Linked DNA regions of Mus musculus: region 1 is linked to region 2. A link is a contact called in public Hi-C data. All regions are on one chromosome and are shown on one strand. Each heading gives the region's core, a stretch centred on a gene start, on an enhancer-like site or on the middle of the called end of the contact. The rest is flanking DNA. Distances are from core to core; before and after follow the strand shown.

Region 1 (7,687 bases), core at 3,350-5,849, 85 kb before region 2:
GTGTGAGGCCTCGCTGGAGGAAGCATGTCACCAGAAGTAGGCTTTGGAAATATAACTGCTTGCTCTGCTTCCCGTTCACTCTTTCTGCTTTGTGCTTACAGTTCAGGATGTGAGCTCTCAGCATCCAGCTCTAGTTACTGTGGGATAGATAAGAGATGAGCAGCAGCAGCAAAGGGGAGAGGCACCAAACTCAATCACTGCAGCCTGATGAATGCAGGAGCAAAAGATTGGAGCAAGCATAAAAAGCAGGACAGAGGGGTGGCATAACTTCAGACAGACAGGCAGGCAGGCAGGCAAGCAGGCAATCAAGCAGGCAGGCAGACAGGGACACAGAATTCGAGAAGTAGCACTGTATCTGGCATGCTGAGGACAGTGAGAAGTGTATTCTTTATGGGGGTCAAAGGCACAAGCAAAAAATCCTGGGAGGATTTTAACAGAGCTATTTTATGAGAGAGGGAGGAGGGGGAAGGGGAGAGGGGGAGGAGAGAGAGAGAGAGAGAGAGAGAGAGAGAGAGAGAGAGAGAGAGAGAATGGAGAACGGAGACCCTGGAAGAGGGCAGTGGTCATGTGTTATTACATGGCCTGCCCTGAGTACACTGATGGAGAAAGGTGAGCCTTACATACCTAGGAGGGTAAGTTAAATATGGATTCAGCTTGTGTCATCAGGACCTTAGAGTCTCCGGAGCCAGGCCTCAGACAGAAGCATGGATTCTGGAACTGTCTTACTATTGAGTTGTATACATGAATAGGATTCTGTTGTGTTTTGAGAGGAGTCAGCAACATAAGACCACAGAGATGTCACAAACTCTCTCTAAACATGAGACAAATGAGAAGGATCAACACTTGGGCAGGGAGGACACTTGGCAGGCTGCACATTCAACCTTGATGTTTGAGTCTCTACCAGCATACTGTAACAAGAGCAGACACTTCCCTGAGAATGTCTGTGTCCATCAGAGACACTGTTCTCCTTCTAAGGAAGAACTTTAACACTGAGAGAGGTTACAAAGCCAACCATGGAGTCAAGATACTGCTATGTTGCCTCCTATGTGTAAAACCTTTTCCTGGCAATCTGCACGCCACCTCTCTGCATCTGTTTGAGGAAGCTGAGAACTGTCACCTCAGAAATGGCCACTGTCCCCATGGGCTGAGCTCCCCTGAGGCCTTGCATCAGAAGCTACCCAGACATTTTATTCACAGCTCCCACCTCTCAACCCAGCTCAATAGACATGACCTATAGTGCTTACTGTGTACCCAAGCCTTGGTAATGTACCCACAGGTAGTGTCACCCTTATTCCTTTCTGACCCCACACTTCCCTTCCAAGAAGGGAGAGAGAGGAGAGAGAGAGAGAGAGAGAGAGAGAGAGAGAGAGAGAGAGAGAGAGAGAGAGAGAGAGAGATTCCTCTTTTCTAGTCTAGAGTTTTTCCACTTGTGAAAAAGACGGAATAACTTATTTCACTGACATTGTTGATAACAGATTGACAGAAATCAAAGGCTGCCTAACAAAGCTAACAGACACTTAACTGATTGCTAAACACTGTGCTAAGAAACATGTCTGCATCATATGGAGCTCATAATTATCCTCATTGTGATTATTTATAATTATTACCATTAAAAATAAGGGAACTCTGAGACTTACAAAGAAGACAAAACAGGAAAGATGGAGTAGAGCCAACACAAAAGTCCACTGATCTGATGTCTGCACCTCAGTCCAGCCACAGAACCAGATACAAAGATGCAGAGCTGAGAACTCTACTATCACCCATATCTATCTATCTATCTATCTATCTATCTATCTATCTATCTATCTATCTATCTGCCTCTATCTATCTATCTATCTATCTATCTATCTATCTGCCTCTATCTATCTATCTCCCTCCCCTCCCTCTCCCTCTCTTTAGGTATATATGCACACATGTGTATGCATGTGTGTGAATATGACTGCATCTACATGTAATCAACAGGATGGTAAAGACATCGACACAAGGAGATCTGTTATAAGGAGATGACTTGTGTAACCATAGAGGCTGATGCCTGCTAGAGAGCCTAAGAGTTGATGGTCTCAATTCTAGTACGAACACCAGCAGTTTGATAACCAGTAGTTCATGTTGAATGTGAAGATAATATCCCAGATTCTGAGGTGTCAGGCAAGGAGTTCCTCTTAAACACAGGAAGGAGCTGTTTCTTAATGCTTTGTGCATACCTTCAATTGATAGCTTGAGCCCCAGATGTATGTCATCTGGCTCAGTCAGTCAAATATCAATCTCATGCTGAAGCACCCAGAACATTTTACCCAATGTGCAGGCCCCACAGCCCAGTCATGTGGCATCTCATAGAGTGTTCTAGAATTCTTCTCAAAGATGGGAGCTGTGAATGTTTATAACCTCTCCCTCTTTTGGGGTCTTGTATTACTCTACTGTTTTCTTGTTGATATGTTAAAGGCTAAACACAGCCTTGTGCATGCTAGACAAGAGCCCACCACTAAGCCACATACCCAGCCTGCTCCCTCTGAATTCATTTGTGGAACAGAAGGTAACTGCGGGAAAACAGGCAAGAGATGGCCCAGCAGAGACCATATAACGACTTTCAAAGCTGTGCCTGAGAGAGGGTTGGACAGATGCCTAGACTAGATAGTCATAAATTCTCCAACTTGAAGGCTCTATTTACCTTAGTAAAATTGTCCCCCCTCTCCCCTGCCCCCATGTCCTTTTTCTTCATCTTGCAATGAAGAAAGCTTCAGATCTCAGGGAAGGATAAGCATAGGTTTTAAACGTTTGACTTTCCAAACTAGAAGTGTAGAGACTTCACCATATGGTGCACTGCTGTGTCTAAGAACTCAGCACCCTCATCTGTCACAACTGTGGTTGTGCTACATCTCAGCTCCATCAGCTTTTGCCTCTGGGAAATCAACTCCTTAGATTCTGTGAGACTCACAAGGTGGTTGCAAACATGGGTAAAATTGTAAGCATGTGAACAGCATTTATAAAGGTGTTTCCAGGCTTCCCATAGTCCTTGTGACACCAAAAGGCGGGCACATTTCCCTTGTCAGTCACTTCCAGTTGACAGTCCAAGAGGACCTTTGTTGCCACCCAGTGGCCATTGATCACAGTACACACCTATGTCTACTTACCCAAAAGCAATTTAGTGCTGGTGAGCATAGGTTAGAGGAGACAAAGAAACTACAACCTCTCGACCTTTACTCTTGGGTGTCAGTAGCTACTCCTTAAGCTAACACTAATGGTGGCACAATGAGCAGAAGAAGTCATTTTGTTCTAAAATGGAAAATCTGTTATGTTTTTGTCTTAGGTTGCCATTGCATGTGGTACTGTGTTAGTTACATACAGTCATTTTCAGAGAAGCACATGTTGACATTGAGTATATTTTCTCTCTTTGCAGTGTCTTAAGACACTATTTTCCAGGTTAGAATGCATGCATGGCAGATGAGTAGAGTTAAGCACATGCTCTGACCAAATGTAGAGCCAGACAATGCAGCTGGGAGAAACTTCTGTGCCTCTGACTGCCTGGAGCCACACAGGCATCCACCAAACCAGGTCAGAGCGCCTTAGGCACATCGTGTTCAATGCTCGCTCTGTACACCTCAGCAGAGAGCAGGCTTCAAACTCACCTGGCCTCCTTTCCTCCCTGGCTTCAAAACTCCACAGAGACACCATTTAGGTTTTTGGGAGGGGGATGGTTAGGCAGTCTCCTTCTATTTCTCTAAATGTCAAATGAAGTCCAAGAGAAAGCAATTAACAGATGTCTGCCCAGCAGACAATGTGGGAGTTCCAGCAGAAATGAGTGAGGCATCTCTTAGCATATCACAGGGTGGCCCCGTTTACTCCCCATTACCCAGCTAAAAATAGCTATGCTGCTTCCTTAGCCCTCTATCTTCATTAGCATCTGTCCCAACAGGTTAGGTCTCCCCCTTGAAAGCCTTCTTAAACAAGTAGCAAGGGAGGAAAACTAAATTCAGACGCCGCTCCAGTGAGAGTTTCCCCAGAGAAAATGTCTCCTTGCTCCTTGAGATGAACTACCACCAAACAGTCCCAAAGTTTAACCCCAGTCGGCACCCATCGCTGAAAGGAAAACAACCAAATTCTCCTGGGGAAGAGACAGGGATTCTTTAAGTGAAAGATGGTGTGTGATTAGAAACCACAATGTTATTTGCACCATTAAATGAGCAAATCACGAAGCATCTCAAATGATTAATTTCTCACAGGGGCTGTCAGTGGGCTGTCACCAGCTGACAGTCCTGTCACAGTGTCATTTATAATGTCCAAGTCTATTCCCCATCAATGCCATTAAACAATTATACTTGGTTTAGAAAAAGAAGGGGGGAGGATGGGGAGGAGAACACACATGGACAGCCATGTGAGGTGCTGGGGCAATTAGATACTTTGCTGCTGCTGGGTGGCAATTCCAGCCAACAGTTAAATCTTACTTGATTTGTTCATTTAGGCAAATTATCAATTATTTGGAAGCAGCATCAACCTGGGTAATTTCTTTCTCTCCGCTGGCAGCAGTCATCATGGCCTGCCAGGACTGTTATCCTGGGGATGGAGAGACTTTGATAATTAGCCCGCAGCTCTGCTCTGGCTCTCAGACTCCATCTGGTGTTGTCTTCATCAGCGCTGGGCATATGGGTGATGTCATAGCTCTGTGAGCTCTTTTAATAAAGGTTGCTCTTGTAATGAATGAGTGTTCTTTTTCCTCCTTCCTTTTAAATATTTTGGTTCTTCCCTTCTACTTGAAATGTCCTTCTTACTACACTGGGCACCCACTCATGCCACAGGGTCTCCTGTCTCCTTTTATAAAATGAGGCTGTTTTGATGGACATGTTCACCAGATACCAATGTTTAAGTGGTCTTCTCTGATTACCATGTAGCACAGACAGGGATATATGGGAGTGCCAGGATCCAGGTAGCATGGGTGAGAATGCCACCCAAGCTTGTGAGGGCAGAAAAGATAGTTCAGAGATTGTCATTGCTATAGAACTGTCTTCTAGAACAGAGTGCCTGTGGCAAAGACTGGAAAGGATCAGTTTCCTTCGGTGCTGCAGCAAAGCCAGCAAGGCCCTGAGCCATTTATCAGAAAAGATTCTCCTGGAGAATGTGGTCTGAACTGTTGCCATGTAAGTAGTGTCTCCTTGGGTAGATGTGACCCTCTCCTGGCACAATCCAGAAACTAGTGCATAGCTATGCTTGGTTCATTTGTATGATTTTGACTCTTGTTGGCATCTGGGGTAGACATCTGTTGTTTTTGCCTGCCAGTATCTTTCCTAGTCTGAAAATAAGATTCCCATTTTTCTAAGGAGACTTGTTCCTTGCTCAGTCTCAGACTATATTCTTTGAGTAGGCCTGACTCCACTCCCCATACCAAGAGTGTGCATCTAGCTGAGACCCAAGCAGAAACACATCTTGTACCCTGCCATGAAAGTAAATCCAGAAAACTGTTATAATAGAACCCCTTATCCCAAGCCTTTTCTTGACATCAAAAGTTCTGAGTCGGGGAATGTTGGGGACTCTCTTGCAATCTCAAGAGACAAGACTTTGAATGAGGTCCAGACAGATAGGCACTGGGAGTTACCTACATACATTCTCTGGGGTATGTGATAGTTCATTTTGATTGACAACTTGATGGGCTGAGGCACTCCTAGGAAACCCATAGAGCACATTGCTGGGTGTCTTTGTGAAGGTGTTTCTAGAGAGAATTAACTGAGAGAAAACATCTATTCCACGTGGGTGGCACCATCCCACAGTCCGAAGGTGCAAATGGAATCAAAGAGGAAAATAAAATAAAAAGAAAGTGTTCCCCCACTCCCACCTAGCCACCATGATATTAACTACTCTGATCTAACACCCCCGCCCTGCCATATAATAAACTGAAACTCTAAGACAAAACAGATCTTCCTCCCTAAAGTTATTGTACTTGGTGTGAGTTCTCACTGAGAAACTGGGTCATTGTGTTATGCCCAGATTACAGAAACCCCAAAGACCACCGAGGAGCCGATTTGATGCACACAGGGGTCTTTTATCACAAGTTCGAGTAAGGACTCTCCCTGTCTCCAAAGCAATGGAAGCAAAATGAGAGCCTTGAGCTCTGAGGAGGTAAGGTTTTTATATGGGACACAATTTTCCACATTCTGATTGGTTAGTATTTCAAACTTATTTTTCTGGCAGGAACAGAAGGAGACTGTTACAAAGTGGTCACAAAGGTCACCCTTCATGACTGCTGAGTCACTTATAAGTAAGACCACCTGACCCCTTTAAGCAAAAAAAAAAAAAAAAAAAAAAAACAGGTTTCTCCTTATTGGCTGTTGCTATGGGAGACAGCTGTGATCTCCTGCTCAGGCCTGCTCAGGTTTGTGGTTTTTTTCCTGGGTCTAGGGACCTGTGGAGGGGACAGGAGGGGATTGGTATGTGCAGGGGGCCTACATTCCAGAACTAGGTAAACAGTTGAAATGTATGGGGGGGTAGAAATCTGTGTTCAAAATGTAGTAGTCACCTAGGTGACTCTCCCTGATGACATGGTCTAGGTGTCTGTGGAATCAGCTTATAAGAGGAATTTGGAAAGGTATGGAAATGTGTACTAGACAAGCCCTACAAGGCTGTAGTCAGACTTCACAGGCCAGTCTAGTGGGAGTTTGGATCAAAACCTGATAGAGATGCAAATACTACTGTCAAGTGTAGATGAGGACACAATGGGAACTCAGCCTGGCAGCATTCATGTATATTCTGGCAGTGCATTTATTTATATTTGCCTGTGTCCAGAGACATTGTCATAGGTGGAGTTTAAAATCAATGGGATGATTGGCCTGAGGGAGCTCATCACTCAGACTGCAGCATGGTTGTTGCTAGCTGTGTTTAGCAAGGCTGACAGCAAGAACTGGGAACAAAAGCAGAGCAGAGGCTCTAGACAACTTGTAGAAAGGGAGAGATTAAGTTGAGGCCAATGAAATTACAGCTGAGAAAGATATCAAGGATGTTCAAAAGCACTTGAGTAGCTTAGGAAAGACAACTTGAGGGCATCTCAGGAATTGCCCAGACTCCACTCATCATTGGCTCAAGGGTACAAAAACTTTACTTTTAAAAGAGAGCTCTGGGTACCTCTAGGGCATCAAAGAAATTTTCCCTGTGATGAGACACCTAGGCCCAAGGTACCCTGGCTGCAATTGAATCTGGAAACAGATCATAACAGCACTCAGAAAGCACATGTTTTGCAGACACACATAATAAAGACTACTGGGTCCTGGTCATACAAAGCTTTGGAGGGCAGGCAATGAATATTAGGGTCAGGACCCCATAGACAGCCCTGGAGAGAGCAATGTCTGAAGTATAACAGAGACACTGGAGATATAATAGTAACTCAAGAACTAAGTCAGGAACTGGGCTGTCTGCCAAGGAAAGCTGCAGGCAATTTGCAGATCTGGCTGAATAGATAGAGGTCATGTGGGTTATAACTGGCAAGGACTGTGAGGGTAGGGCTGCTTGTCCCCTGAGAAGCTCACATGACAGCACCCAGTACCCCAGGTGCATGGCATGGAAGTGAATGGTTCACTGTGAGTTTTGCTGGGTTTCAGTCTTGGTTTGGTCTCCCAGACTTGCTAGGTTTTTTTTATCCCTGTTTCCCTTTTAGAATGGGAAGGTTGACTCTAGATTAACTTGTTTCCCATTTACAGTGGCTCACAGT
Region 2 (7,365 bases), core at 2,959-5,458:
TCACTCTGGACTTCCTCTGTCCCCTACATGCTGTAGTGATTCTCCAACTACTGTTGGCTGTTTGTGCAATTTCCCCATCTAGCAGCAAGGGCACACACAATCATACTAGCTGTGACCATCAGCATCCTACTCTAATCCCTGTCCACAGCAGAACTTCTGAAGAACTACAGAGCCAGGGACATCTACAGGGAATCTGGGCTTGGCATTACAGTGACTGTAGCCAACTACAGTCTATAGGGGATCTGGGCTTGGCATTACACCTAAACTTTCCAGTAATCCCAGAAAGTCTGAGGGTATCCTGGGCTAGCAAACGCTAAAACTTCAGCTCAAAGGTGCAAGCTAGTAGAGATGGTACAGCCTGTCAAAAGTTAAGTGGGGTAACTTCTTGCTACCTCAGGGCTCAGGCTTGGGTTTCCTTCTGACTCCACTCATTTCTGCCTTTAATCCATTCACAACAGGTTTGATCAGAGTGAGCCTGACTGTTAAGAATAAATGTGGAAAGATCAGCATGGAACATGGGCCTCTAGCCTCTTCGCTGGCCTCCTTTCTCAGCTGTTCCCAGGTTCCCCCCCCCCCCTCCCCGAGCATTTCTTCCCACAACACAGCAGGGCCGTTCATGGCTATTTGTGCAATTACTCCATCTCTGCCCTACACCACTTCTCCCTCTAGCAAAGCCCATTCTTCCTTTCATACCCACATCAAAGAATTCTTCCTCTGAGCAGCCTTCCCTGGCTCCTCTGGAGAGCAGCTCCCTCCTCCAGGCGTCTGTGGTGCTTCCTATAATCACAGAGTCCCTGGACTTGTCCGCCTGTCATCTAGTCTCTGTTTATTCCCCTTCCTGCCCCTGAGGGCAGAGCAGAGTTCTTTTTCACCTGCCTTCCTTCAGGGAGCACAACACTGAGCCTGCATATCATATGGTTGGGAAAGCTCTAACTGAATATGGTTGGGAAAGCTCTAACTGAATGGTAAATGACTTCTCTCTCTTCCACACTCCCTCCCCATTAACTCATACCCAGTGAGGCAGGAAGATCCATCTACTCAGCTGCAGGATAGAGGAAAGGCTCTCCACAGCAACGCAAAGCCAGACACCAGGGTTACAGTGACCATGGCCCAAGATGTTACTAACAGAAATGCAATTTTCAGATTGTCTTCATGTGGCTTGTTAATGTGATAATTAGCTAACTGTGTAATGTAAAGCAGGCTGGCTATGAGCTGGCCCCTCTCAGAGGTGAAACAAATGAAAGAGTGTGCCTGCACAACCAACACACAAACATAAACAAGGTATTAAACATCCCCCTCCAGTCTTAAAAAAGCAGGAATAAGAGCTTTATCCCCAAAGCAATTGTCTTTCTTCTCCTTTCTCTTACTCTCCCCACCCGTAAGCACTTTAGAGAAAGGTGTGATGTTGCTCTCACAGATAAATAGTAACCAAACTATGATGATGCGAATGTGATCATATCTCGATGACAAAGGGGAATTAAAGGTGGATTCTTTTACTGATTCTGAGCAGTTTACTGATCCTGAGCAGCGGGCTCTCGTAACTGCTCACTGTATCAACCGGTTAGTCATTCTCCTCATTATCTTTAATGTCTTATTAGCAGGCTTCATTCATCTGGTTTTTATCTGTTTCACTGGAAGCAGTTTTAATCTCATTTCAGTGGCACTGATAAGCCTGTTAGTTTGCACAAATTGGTTTTGGTGACAATGTGTAGATAGTTATAATGTGTGGTTTCCAAACAGAAAAGAGAAATCTATTTAGGTCCAAAGAGACAGGTGGAGAGAGGGGAGCTGAGGCAGTTGAGACAGGAAAATAGAAAAGAAGAAAAAATGGAACAGGAAAAAACAGATTAATTGCTACTGCCCCCCCCCCACTTGCCACCCCTACTACCATCCCCTCACAACCATCCCTCCCACTGTCACCTCTCTCACTTCCATCTCCCTCTGTAACCTTCCTACCACCTCTTCTCTCCCCAACCCCACACCACTCCCTCACTACCCCTTACTACTGTTCCACTCTTCTCGATGTTAACAATCCCCCTCCCCCCATCTGCCACTAAATGCCAACGGTGATAGCAGAGTCCTAGCACAAGGTGGCGCGCCTGAGCCAACAGCATCTCTTATCATCCCTAGGAGAGCCCACATGCAACTGGCAGAGAATCTGTCCTCTGTGATTTGCACCCCAACCTGAGAACCCAAGTCTCAGTTTCTTAGTTTGCACTCTGAATTGGTTCCCTTCCAAAGTTCCCCTGCTCCAGGCACTGACACCGGACTGTCTCTGTGGCCAGCCCAGTTAAATGCAGATGTGTGGTCCTCTCGTGGTTAGATGGGCCTCATTGTTCTCAGTGAGGAGGTATCAAGTGCACGGGTTAACATAAATATAGCTCCTTGCTGCCCAGAGTATGAGTCCTCTTCTAGAGAATCGATAGCCACCACATAAACAGCAAGGCAGAGACTGGAAAGGCTCCAAAGCTTTCTTTCTGATTTTTCTCTGCTGCTGCTGCCAGGCAGTGAGGTTGTGTCTCAATGCAAGGGTCCCTTTCTCGGGAGCTTTTATCTTAGAACTATGTCAGAAATGATTTAAAATCAAAATTCCACATCACATGGCCTAACCCCTACTTGATTTACTCATCACAATGGGGGGCGGGGAGCATTCTCTTCAGAAGAATGTAAAGCTTCCTTGCAGGCTCAGAGTGTGTTGTTTCTGAGGCAAGCAAGCAGGAGCTGTACAGAGACCGGAGCTGCCACAGGGGTTGGGGTGGGAGGGCCCTAACAATATTCTAATGTCTCAGCTGAGGAGCATGCCACAGCTTGATTTCCAGGCTCCCGGCATTCCACAAATGTCCAGTCCCTGCCTCAGATTCATCCTCACAGCCCCAAATGTTGCTATGAAGTTGGCTGGTGGGAGTCTAAAGTAGATTTTACTCTTTTTCAGAGACCAAGAAAGCTACATCATCCTCTAAACTTAAGCAAATGTCAGCTACCATCTATTTTAGAATCTGAAACTCTTTACCAGGTATTTCAAGTAAACTAAATCGAGAAATCTCACGTTCCCTCTTTAAAACTCATTCCCCTGTCTCCAGCTTAAAAGCACACCCACCCTGTAATTACTCTGTGTCTCGGGGTGAGGTTTAAAGTCTAGCTTCTGATTGAGCCTTCTGGGAGACATGGAATCCAGCAGAGACACAGATGTCCAACACCTGCCTTAAGCATTCAGGAGAGTGGCATCCTCCTGTCTCAACCTAGTTGCCATCGGGCAGTCTGTGTCATCGGTGCCTTGGAGAGCTCCTCATGATCTAGAAATGTGTTGGTTGCTATGCAACTTCAGTGTCTCCTTCAAATGCACATGAAAGCACAGGATAACAGAAAGCTCGCCTTGGGTCCTGTGAGTCTGGCCTCCATAATTACCCATCCCCAATAGGGACATGTTGGGTTCTCACATGGTCTGACAGGAGCATGGCCTTTGTAGGGCAGGTTTGTATTTCACAAGCCAGTACCAAATATCACCACAGCAATGCCAAAATGCCAGGGAGCCTGCTATGAGGCTGTTCTGAAAGTCCTGGTAGACACTGGGGCTTATGTGTGTGTGTGTTTGTGCAGACCCTGACCCAGCCTTAAAACATGCTACCAAGTCCTCGAAACAAAGTGCAATTCTCACCAATAAGGTCCCACTAACAGTGAGTGTGTGCCCTCTACCTCTGATTCTGTGGCTTGTGGCTTTGTTAATGAGCTTGCAATCTTGGTAATTAGCCTCCTATTCTCCTTAACAGTCAGGGTATAGACCTCTGATTTATTCTCTGCCTGCCAAATCTACCACAGAATTCCCTGCTAAAATTGACACATCTGAAAGCCTGTGAAGAATTCATGCCAAAAGATCCAGGACAAAGCCACATTGCTCCAAAAGGACAGCAGGATGCCATATTTGGCTAGCGAATAAAGACCTTCTCTCTACCTATCCTTACAATGGTAGCCAGAAAGCCACACAGATAAGCATGCCTGTTTATACACAGTGTTGAAGGCAGACAATCAGATCCACTAATAACTTCATCCAAGTTATCTATGGCTGTTGGGAAACATGAGCCAGGAAAGGCAGACACGTGGCAAACAGTCTATCCACTGAAGCCCAACTCCAAGTGGGAGAACTGGAGTGTCGGTGGTACAGCTGGGACGGCTGCTGCCTCCTGCCAACCTTCTTCAAGACTACGCTGTGCAGCTGACACTTAACTTGTTTCTTCTCCCCCATCTCACTCAGTGAAATAACAACAGCTTTCCCTGAGCCGTGTGGAAAGGAAGCCCAGAAATAGAATAAACTTGTGTTGCCCAGACTTCATCAACTCACTCAGTGGCTGTCTGTGCCTCTGTCCCCACATGACCACAGTATTGCAGCAGCTCTGGTGGCATCTGCAGTGCTCCACCAAGACCGGTGTGCCACGGAAAACTGCAGATACCTGGAAGAGGCCCTAGTATTTACGGGGCGTTGATGGGCTCTCACCAGAGTTAACCACCTTCCTGCAGAGTTCCTGGCTCTGCTTGTGTCAACTGAGTCACCTGCATCCAGACACTCCATTTACTTTGTTGTGATTTTTTTCTGGGAGCCTCTCGTCCCAGCATGTGCACTCTTCATAGGGGCTAGTTTGAAAGGGGAATGTCAAATTCTTACTTCCTGGCTCACAGTTTGCTATCCTTGGCCAAGCTAGCCAAGATGCAGGGCTAGATCTTTCTCTCAGACATGTATATCTGCAGTATCACAAATTGAACACTAGAAGACCAGGTTCCAGAGAGGCCAGCAGGAAATCATCCGGGTCCCACACAGATGTAGGACAGAAGTAGGTCTCTCAGGTCTGACAGATTCCATGTATGACTGACCCCTGCAGCTGTACAAATACTACCCCTACCTGCCCCACGGTTGGTACACTAAAGAAAAATTCCTCTATTCCCACCAGATCACAACTATGGAGTCAAATTTAATGTTTGAGGAAATAGGTGTCTTAATTTCATCTGAGAACGTCATCCCTACTGCAACATCACAGTTAAAGAACCAACTTCTGTCATGTTTCAGAGAATCTTATTTTAATCAAAGGACAGTAACATTCTCAGTGGCCTCATTCACTGTCCCCCAGTAAACATTCCACAAAGCTGCCTTTCTGTTTCTTTCTTTCCTAACTCTCAATAATGCTCATGTACCCTAAGTGATTGGATTCTTCTGCCATGGTGATAGCCCAGTTTCCATCACTGTGACGAAGTGCTAGAGGAAAACAACCGAAGATTCGTATGTCTCGTGGTTTCCGAGACCTGTCCGTTCACTGCATTGTTTCCAGACACAAAGTGAGGTTGATCATCTGAGGGGCACTGGATGAAACAAAACCACTCATCCACTGTGGTTCAGACCGAGAGAGCAAGGGCAAGAGATGCAGACAGGAGGGGCTAGAAACAAGGAAGACCCTTTAAAGGTACAACACCTCTGTGACCCACTTCACCCAACTATGCCCCCCACTAATAGTCATTTAGCTATGAAGTTAGCAATGAAACTCTGAACAGATTAATTCATTGATGAGATTAGGCCCTTCCAATCTAATCATTTCTCATACAACACCAACTGAGAACCCAGGCTTACTCATAGGAGTCTGAAGGATATTTCAGATCTGAAATCGTATGTGAGGCTCTCCAGTTAGCCACCAGTGTGAGCTGGTTTTCCTCACTCAGTTCTTCCATCCTACTGCCCTGGGGATAGAGTCTCAGGTCTTTTATAGGGAATCTGTATCCTCATTTCTTCTGTTCACTCATTGCTAGAGGTCTACTCATGGAAATCTATCTGGGCCCCAGAGAAATCTAGTAGTTTGCCTATGAAAGTAGAATCCCCTGGAGATGAGGTTGGGGATTGGTTTAGCATGCTGGAGCTGTCTCTTAAGCATTAGGGAGTAGGGATGGGGAGGAGAGCATTTCTTGTTAGGTCAAGGTTGGGTTTAGAGGAGCAGAGTTCCAGGAAAGAGTGTGCCTCCATGCTGAGAAGCCTAGAAATGGATGGGCCATGCCTACCCCTCACCCTTCAGATGCAGAATCCTCCTTTTAAGGGCCAATACAAAACGGGTACAAAGTCCCTTCTTGATACTTAAAAAGGCTTCTGAAAAACCCAAGGCTTTCCAAGACAAGTCATAAATATGGAAATGGGCAGAAAATAATCTGCTATAATTAATAAGTCCCAATCTCTACCTGCAATAACTCTGTCTAGACACTGGCCTTTCAAAAGACTGCATTGTCTTCCTTCATTAGAAAGATGTTTGTATGTGTATACTTGCAAATGTGTGTGTGTGTGCATGAAAATAGAAAGAAAAAGACTAGAGAGGAATCTGAGAGAGGTCCTAATACTGATTCTATAATCAATAGCAGGGGCTTTCATGTCAGTATTGACCCCAGAATTGCAAGTCTCACATGACCAGTAGCCACCGTAATCAACCTCTAGGAGCCAGCCTGGGCAGAAGGCACTAACTCCCAAATGCAACAAAAAGGGGAGACCTCCTTTGTGGAAATTCTCTGTAAAGAAGAAAGAGATTCCAACCAAATATGAGAATAGAGCGCCTGAATATTGGGTGAGGGGGGGTATTCCTGCCCAAAGCCCTTGAAGCACCAACTGCATTGGTTCAAATCTCATCCCTGTCTCTCAGCAGCTGAGTGACCTCTAGCAATGACCTACCCTTCAGTGTCTTCCCTGTAAATGAGATTATCGGTAGCTCATGCCTTTCACTCTGGTTTGGAGAAACAAAGGAACTTACAAATATAAATCATACAGATCAATGTGTGACAAACTGAAGTTCTGGTGTGCCGATGCTGCAATGGTTTAGTAAAACCAAGTCCAGAAGTAAACGGGATGCTACAATGCCAGCCCTATTGTTTAGGAGCATTTTAAACCATGCGAAAATGCCTGTGCTTAATTGTCATATTTAAAAGTGAGAATTAAAGTGTTTGTATGCCATTCTGAACTGTGTTTCAAAATGACAACGTGGAATTAGAGCAGCAAAGGCCTAATTGGTTCTCTTTGGTGGATTATGAAAGACTTCAATCACCCTCATGTTTCTATATATGCATTTTCTGTCACAGTCTGTATTTGCTGCAAAGAAACAATGTTTATCTTAATATTTAGAACAATTCCAGTGTCTGCAGTGAATGTTTCAGTCAAAGTGTCTCCAAGAGAGGGCTGTCCATCCAATTTAGATGCAGTGCATGTCAACAAATGGTAAAGTCGGCTTCTGGGAGAAAAAGCATCCCTTTGTCAGCAGTGAATTCCTCCACCCTGCACCCACACAGGTTAAAAATACTGCTCCCTTTTCTGGGTGTTTCTCTGGAGCTACATTCTGCTGCTGTTTTGAGGGT

Evidence for each region. A called contact is a pair of places that touch in the nucleus more often than the background predicts.
Region 1: a contact with region 2 is called in a Hi-C map of cortical neurons, with 2.2 times the contacts expected there. The contact joins two enhancer-like sites. A contact is called at or near these places in 1 of 39 promoter capture datasets (hippocampal neurons), 11 of 484 Hi-C or Micro-C datasets (3T3-L1-derived adipocytes, the HPC-7 cell line, cerebellar granule neurons and 8 more) and 3 of 115 datasets of contacts at active chromatin or transcription factors (embryonic basal ganglia, embryonic stem cells and neural progenitor cells).

What each region holds. Positions count from the first base shown.
Region 1 is chr1:193,668,798-193,676,484 of GRCm38.p6, reverse strand. All of the region lies in intron 1 of Gm31870 (a long non-coding RNA gene), which reads right to left. Among named protein-coding and RNA genes, the nearest start is that of Gm31870, 17 kb to the right of the region's middle. Within about 2 kb of position 4,599, at least 21 of the 459 cell types and tissues checked have an H3K27ac peak or open chromatin away from gene starts, as enhancers often do. A contact at or near this core is called in cortical neurons and forebrain, where this site is marked.
Region 2 is chr1:193,583,959-193,591,323 of GRCm38.p6, reverse strand. No RefSeq gene overlaps it. Among named protein-coding and RNA genes, the nearest start is that of Gm31870, 68 kb to the left of the region's middle. Within about 2 kb of position 4,208, at least 42 of the 459 cell types and tissues checked have an H3K27ac peak or open chromatin away from gene starts, as enhancers often do. A contact at or near this core is called in cortical neurons and forebrain, where this site is marked.